Regions from separate parts of the Zea mays genome. Here region 2 is linked to region 1. A link is a contact called in public Hi-C data. All regions are on one chromosome and are shown on one strand. Each heading gives the region's core, a stretch centred on a gene start, on an enhancer-like site or on the middle of the called end of the contact. The rest is flanking DNA. Distances are from core to core; before and after follow the strand shown.

Region 1 (2,955 bases), core at 371-2,870:
GCCGTCGATTCCGGTAGTGTGCTATAATGCGCCTGCAAGGGCTTCGAGCATGGAAAGCTCACTGTGTGTAACCTTCTTGATGGATTGGTGTGCATTTGACAAAATTAGACCGAATGACTTATTAGTATCTATTAGGTGTTGTTTGGTTCAAACATTGATAAGTGAATAGTAATGGTTACTAGTTGTAATTAGATTGGATAGTAGTATCTATTACTACTAAAAAGAGCTCAACCCAATAAAAGTATATGCATCTATTACCGCATGTAATCTGTTTGCGGTACATTTTGGTGAACCAAACACCACCTTAGTTCTTACAGGTTGTAGAACTACATATTCCTTTTCTCCATTATTGCAGGCTCTCGTAAAGATAATTGTTTGCATTTTCGTTGTTTTCGTCATGCACGTCAGACTGTACGTATGTATCTGCTTCAACATTGTCAGAGTGATTTTTTCTATAAAAAAAATGGAACTAAGCCCAATCTGATAAACTCGTGGTATCATGTTTGTGTGCGTATAAGAGCTGAGCAAATAGAACCGGGGTACTGAAATATACACAACTCATATTTATTTAGTTAACATTACATAAAAATGGGACAAGGACGTTACATGACATGACATACTCCTAGCAATTTGAATGACAGGGAAGAACAATTCATCCAAAAATGGGCAATAAAGTAAAAACGAAAAGACAAACAAGACCCGCGAACGAAAAAAAAAGTATAGATGTCACGGCCACCGGAGAGACCTGACGAGACACTCCTCGCCGTGACTACAGCCCCCACCAAACGCCGGCGAGCGCAAGAGCCGTGGCGAGGCCACCCCGCGTCAGCCTCGCGGGCGCGAGCGACGTGGTCGTGGCGTCCGGGGACGCCTCCGCCGCGTCGGGCGAGTCGGCGACGGCCGCCGGCGTCTTGCCCTTCTTCTTGGCCGGCGCGAGCGGCGCGGGCGCGGGCGCCTCCGCGGCGCCGAAGAGCTTCATGGGGAGCAGCACCTTGTTGACCTGGTAGACGACGAGGCTGTCGCCCGAGTAGAGGGAGTTGTCGACGGTGGCGGTGACGACGCCCGTGGTGACGTTGACCTGCTGGCCCTCGGAGGAGGTGACGTTGAGTGGGAACTCCCCCGGCGAGGCGCTGCCGGCCTGCGTGCGGAGCGGGTTGCTGACGGTGTCGAACTGCGACATGGGGATGGCGGTGGACACCACGTGGTACTGCACCAGCGCGTTCTTGTCCTGGTCCGACAGCGAGTTGAGCGTGCCCGAGGGCAGCGACTGGAACGCGTTGTCCGTGGGCGCGAACACCGTGACCCCGTTCCCGCCGTTGGCGACCTGGTTGTCGATCTGCGACGCCACGCCCGTGGACTTGAGCAGCCGGATGAAGGTGTTGAACTGCCCGGCCTTGGCCAGCACGCCCGTGATGTTGCTGGACGCCGTCGCGGGCGCGGGCGCCGCGGGGGTTGCCGGCGTGGGCGTCGTTGGCGCCGCCGTCGGGCCCTGCGCCGACGCCGCGGCGGCCACGCCCAGCACCACGAGGACGCGCACGAGTCTCTGCATGGCGGCGACCGCTACTGATGGTGGGCGCGACCTGTGCATGCAATGCAATGCAGATGCAGCTGGGAGGATCGGTGTGGCAGGGGCTCGTGACGCTAGCTGGCACTTATAGCGAGGTGGGTGGAGAGGAGTGAGCTGTAAGAGAAGGTGGTGGGGGTGAGTCTTACAGTTACAGGGCACCAAACGGTGAGGTGAGGTGAGCTGCCCCTGCCCAGGTGGAACAGCCTAACAGCCATGCTTGCTTCAAGCAGCAGCAAGTGCAGACACGAGAGGGTCCGAGTTCCCTCATCTTTTTTTCTGACGATCACAAGGTGGTAATGATGCTGATTTGCTGTCTTGTGAGAGGGTCAGTGATAGGCTGTTTTTTTTTTGGCGTGGCTGATTACCTGAAAGAAAAGGTTCCCTTGCCAGTCTAACGGAATGAACGGGACAAATGAACGAAAGAGCAGGAAGACTGAATGAATGAGTGCAGTTCAGGATCTGTTGGGGGCCTTCGTCTTCTAAAGGTCCTTAAAAACATGATTTAACAACGTTTCCGGAGTTGTAATACATGAACAGGTACCTTCGGATTCGAATCAAAACCACAGTCGGAGAAGCACAAAGGATACGAAGGTTGATGCAGCGCCGAAGCTACGCGCAAGGGAGCTTCAGCATGACAGCAGGAAAGAAAACCGACTTAAAAGGGAAAAGGCTATTTAGACCTCGATGGATCACTATAGAGTCATTAGCAAATGTAAAGGGCATGAGCGTAATTTTACATGGGCTGCGTCCCGTGCCTATAAATAGATGAACAGTGCTCCCGTACTGTTCACGCTGACTTGGCATTTGCTTTTGCATCACGTTCGTACCTTTGCTGTCTATCAAGCCGAAGGTACTAAATGTGATTCAATATTGTTTTTATTTTCTCATAATAATATAATGAAGATGAGTTGATAATGCTATATAACTGTTTATGTTATCTTTTGTATTTTACACACTTCCTTCTATTACCTTCATACCTTCGATGTCCTTCATGACTTTCGTCTGAAAGGTCATTATAACCTAAGGGAAATAATGTTTCGAAGGACGAAGGACGTTAATATTTAACATTTTATGTTGTCTTGTTCTTGATTCATAGTATTTGAGAACAAGTCTCCAATAGGATCCACCCTACCATGTATAGATGAGCAAACGGGCCGCCCGGCCGGGCACATGCATGGTCCAATTAGACACAGCACGACCAGGCCCACGGGCCTACCGAGCCGGGCCTGCTCAGTCCTACGTGCCTTACCAAGGGCCCAGGCATGACCCTTCGAGAGGGGCTAGTCCGAAAAGCCCTGACCCAAAAGAGTGTCGGGCCAGCCCGAAGCCCGGTAACAGAAAAAATACAGTTTGAACAAAAACATGCACAGTTCAACATTCAACACAAT
Region 2 (2,978 bases), core at 262-2,761, 140 kb before region 1:
ATTTTTTTCCCTGTACCAAACGTATATCCAATATCGTGGACGCATATTTCACGGCGCATATCCATTACCCGCTTAATTTTAGGATCGTGGCCGCGCTGATCGTGGGCGATCTGTTCGGGGGAGTAACAGACATCTATGCAATGTTATGAATACATTTACGGTGTCGTAACTGTCTGTTTAAATGCGCTTCCACCTTTTACGGGTTACACGTCACCGATCCACGTACGAACACGTCGCCCACGTTGGTTTACGCATATTTGTACAAGCAATTATACTTGCATAACTGTACTGCATTAAAAAGGGCCGCCTGGATCGATCCATTCGGTTCGACCACGTTCGGCTCGTCCGGCTGGGGCTCCGCGCACCTATATGAAGCCCAGGGCTTCCATTACCAACGCCCTATATATATATATATATATATATATATATATATATATATATATATATATATATATATATATATATATATATTTAAACTATACTCTATAAACAGTGCAATCTACAATATAAAACGATGTAAGACGGTGTTTTTAGTAACCATATAAGTGCGTGCAATGTACAATGGTTCAACCATATGATTAAAAAAACACATTTTGCACTGTAGATTTGCATGGTTTGTAGAGTGTAGTTTAAATATAAGCATGAGTACGAGTAAACCGGTGGAGATGGTCTGACATTGTAGATATAAAACCGAGTTTGTGTTCCACTCAGAATCATGTTCAATGGGCCGGTTATACAACATATGGATGGCAATGTGCCATGGTGGATACATTATATACTGAAGAAGGAGCACAGATGGAAAATCAGCTTCAGAAGAACCCTAACAGATCGAAGGTGAAAAGGTCATCCGGCATCATCAACTCAAGGAGGAGCTAGCGGACGTCACTTTATCAGCTGATCAGGGAGACGACGATTGAATGAACGCGCTGTGCGTCGACCACAAATAATTAAAGCTACCATATTATTAACGATGCAATGGCGGCACACTCGATCGCCACGTACGAGCAGGCTTGTTTCAGACGACCCCCCACAAATCCACGCGCGTTGCATTCGCGTAGATAGATGAGGGACGAAGAAGAAGAGAGCGCGCGTACGTAACCGCCCCGCGACGCCGCAAGTCGTCGTCGTCGCCAACCTTCGTTCGGCCTCATCGGCTCTCATGCATCCCCGTATATCCTATCTCTTTCACGCACGTCCGAATTTGAAATTTTCGATATACCGATATTCTTGTTTTATCGATGATCGCCGAGATTCAAATTAAAATATCTGTAGAGAAAACCCTGTTTTTTTTCAAGCATATGAAGGGCAGGAGTTGGGGGGGAAGAAAAATATCGTGGCGATCACTGACAACCGAGATAACGAAACGGCAGCAGTATATTATAGGCCACAAGACCCAACAAACCACCAGTGCAGTGCATGTTTTCCACGAAGCAGGAAGCAGCCAGTCCCCGGCCCAGTGCGGCCCCATTGGCCAACTTGCATAATAATCCCCGAAAGCCTCCATAAATCCATGCCTCAAGGCCTCCACTGTCCACTCCTCACGTACAACCATACCATACCATGCTGTTCGTTGCTCTGTACGTAGCTCTTCTCCAACTACGTAACGTAACTAGTACGTGTACGTCCAGCACTTGGATTGGAATATTGGATGGCTCCCCTGCGAGCGGGAGCGGCGCCAATGGCGGCGGCCGCCGCCACGGTCGTGCTGGCCGCCATACTAGTCGCGCTGTTCGGCTGCTGTGCCGCTGCCGCGTCCGCCGCCGCCGCCACCGACGTGATCACGGCCGCGGCAGAGCTGGACCGCATCGACAGGCTGCCGGGCCAGCCCCCAGTCAACTTCTCTATGTACTCCGGCTACGTCACCGTCGACGCCGCCGCGGGTCGGGCGCTCTTCTACTGGCTCATGGTGGCCTCCGGCGTGCCGGCGGGCTCCGCGCCGCTCGTGCTCTGGCTCAACGGCGGGCCCGGGTGCTCCTCTCTTGGCTACGGCGCTATGGAGGAGCTCGGCGCCTTCCGCGTCAACCCCGACGGCGCCACGCTCTCCTTGAATCCCTACGCCTGGAACAATGGTCCGGCGGCCAGTTTCGATGCCTCTTTTTTTTTCACCCAGTAAAGCTAGCTTGTTATATATATGTTTGTCATGGACTCATGGTGTCTAGTGTCGACGACGGATGGATTGGTTTGCTTGCAGTGGCGAATGTGCTGTTCTTGGACTCGCCGGCCGGCGTTGGCTACTCCTACACCAACACCACCGACGACCTGTACGCTGCTGGTGACAACAAGACAGGTGAATTATATGGCCGGAGTAGATATCTGTCTAGTTCTTTACTGCATCTGTTCATTTTTTTTTTCACCAGACGGTTTATAACACGTTTTCAATGTCATTTATCACTTACGGTTCTTTTAAAGTAACCGCTAGTGGAAAATTATTTCTACTTGTCGTTCTCGTGAATAATCGCCACTGCAAATACTTTTTGGGTTTTCTAAAATTAGCCGGCAGTGGTAGTTTCTCGCCCTTTTCAAATTTTCCACCAAAACTGAATTTTTATATATTTACACACAACTATATATATATACATATTATATTAATATTGAAAACAATACAAAATTAAATTCTATCATACATTATATATCAAATTTTGTGTTTACAACTATAAAGATTCACTTATATGTATCAAACATTCTATACATCAAAGTTTTCACCTAACCTCTAATAACTATCTCGGCTAAGATTTAATATACTAATTTCGGTTAGTACTCTAAACTATGTCCTAGTTAAGATATTGGTATCATCGTGATATTTTATTTCACACGAAATGACTTCTTTCAAAATAAATGAGCACATGTTCTCAATTATGTTGTCAGACAACGACGGCGAGACTACTACCACTATACGACGGTTGATCTTTAGCGACCCTTATTAGGGACAGACGGTTGGTCGCTAAAAGTTATGTACCGACAGTTGGTCGCTAAATGCA

What was found. Hi-C and Micro-C count contacts between places; a contact is called where the count stands out from the background.
Region 2: a Hi-C map of ear shows a contact between it and region 1, with 3 times the contacts expected there. The contact joins the promoter of LOC100284309 here to the promoter of LOC100284765 in region 1. A contact is called at or near these places in 3 of 25 Hi-C or Micro-C datasets (ear, leaf and tassel).

What each region holds. Positions count from the first base shown.
Region 1 is chr3:15,013,694-15,016,648 of Zm-B73-REFERENCE-NAM-5.0, reverse strand. It overlaps LOC100284765 (fasciclin-like arabinogalactan protein 7), which reads right to left and starts at 1,620. Exons shown (of 1, transcript NM_001157660.2): 1 at 542-1,620. The coding sequence starts at 1,588. The coding sequence ends at 770.
Region 2 is chr3:15,155,846-15,158,823 of Zm-B73-REFERENCE-NAM-5.0, reverse strand. LOC100284309 reads left to right here and starts at 1,511. Exons shown (of 9, transcript NM_001397564.1): 1 at 1,511-2,069; 2 at 2,192-2,287. The coding sequence starts at 1,649.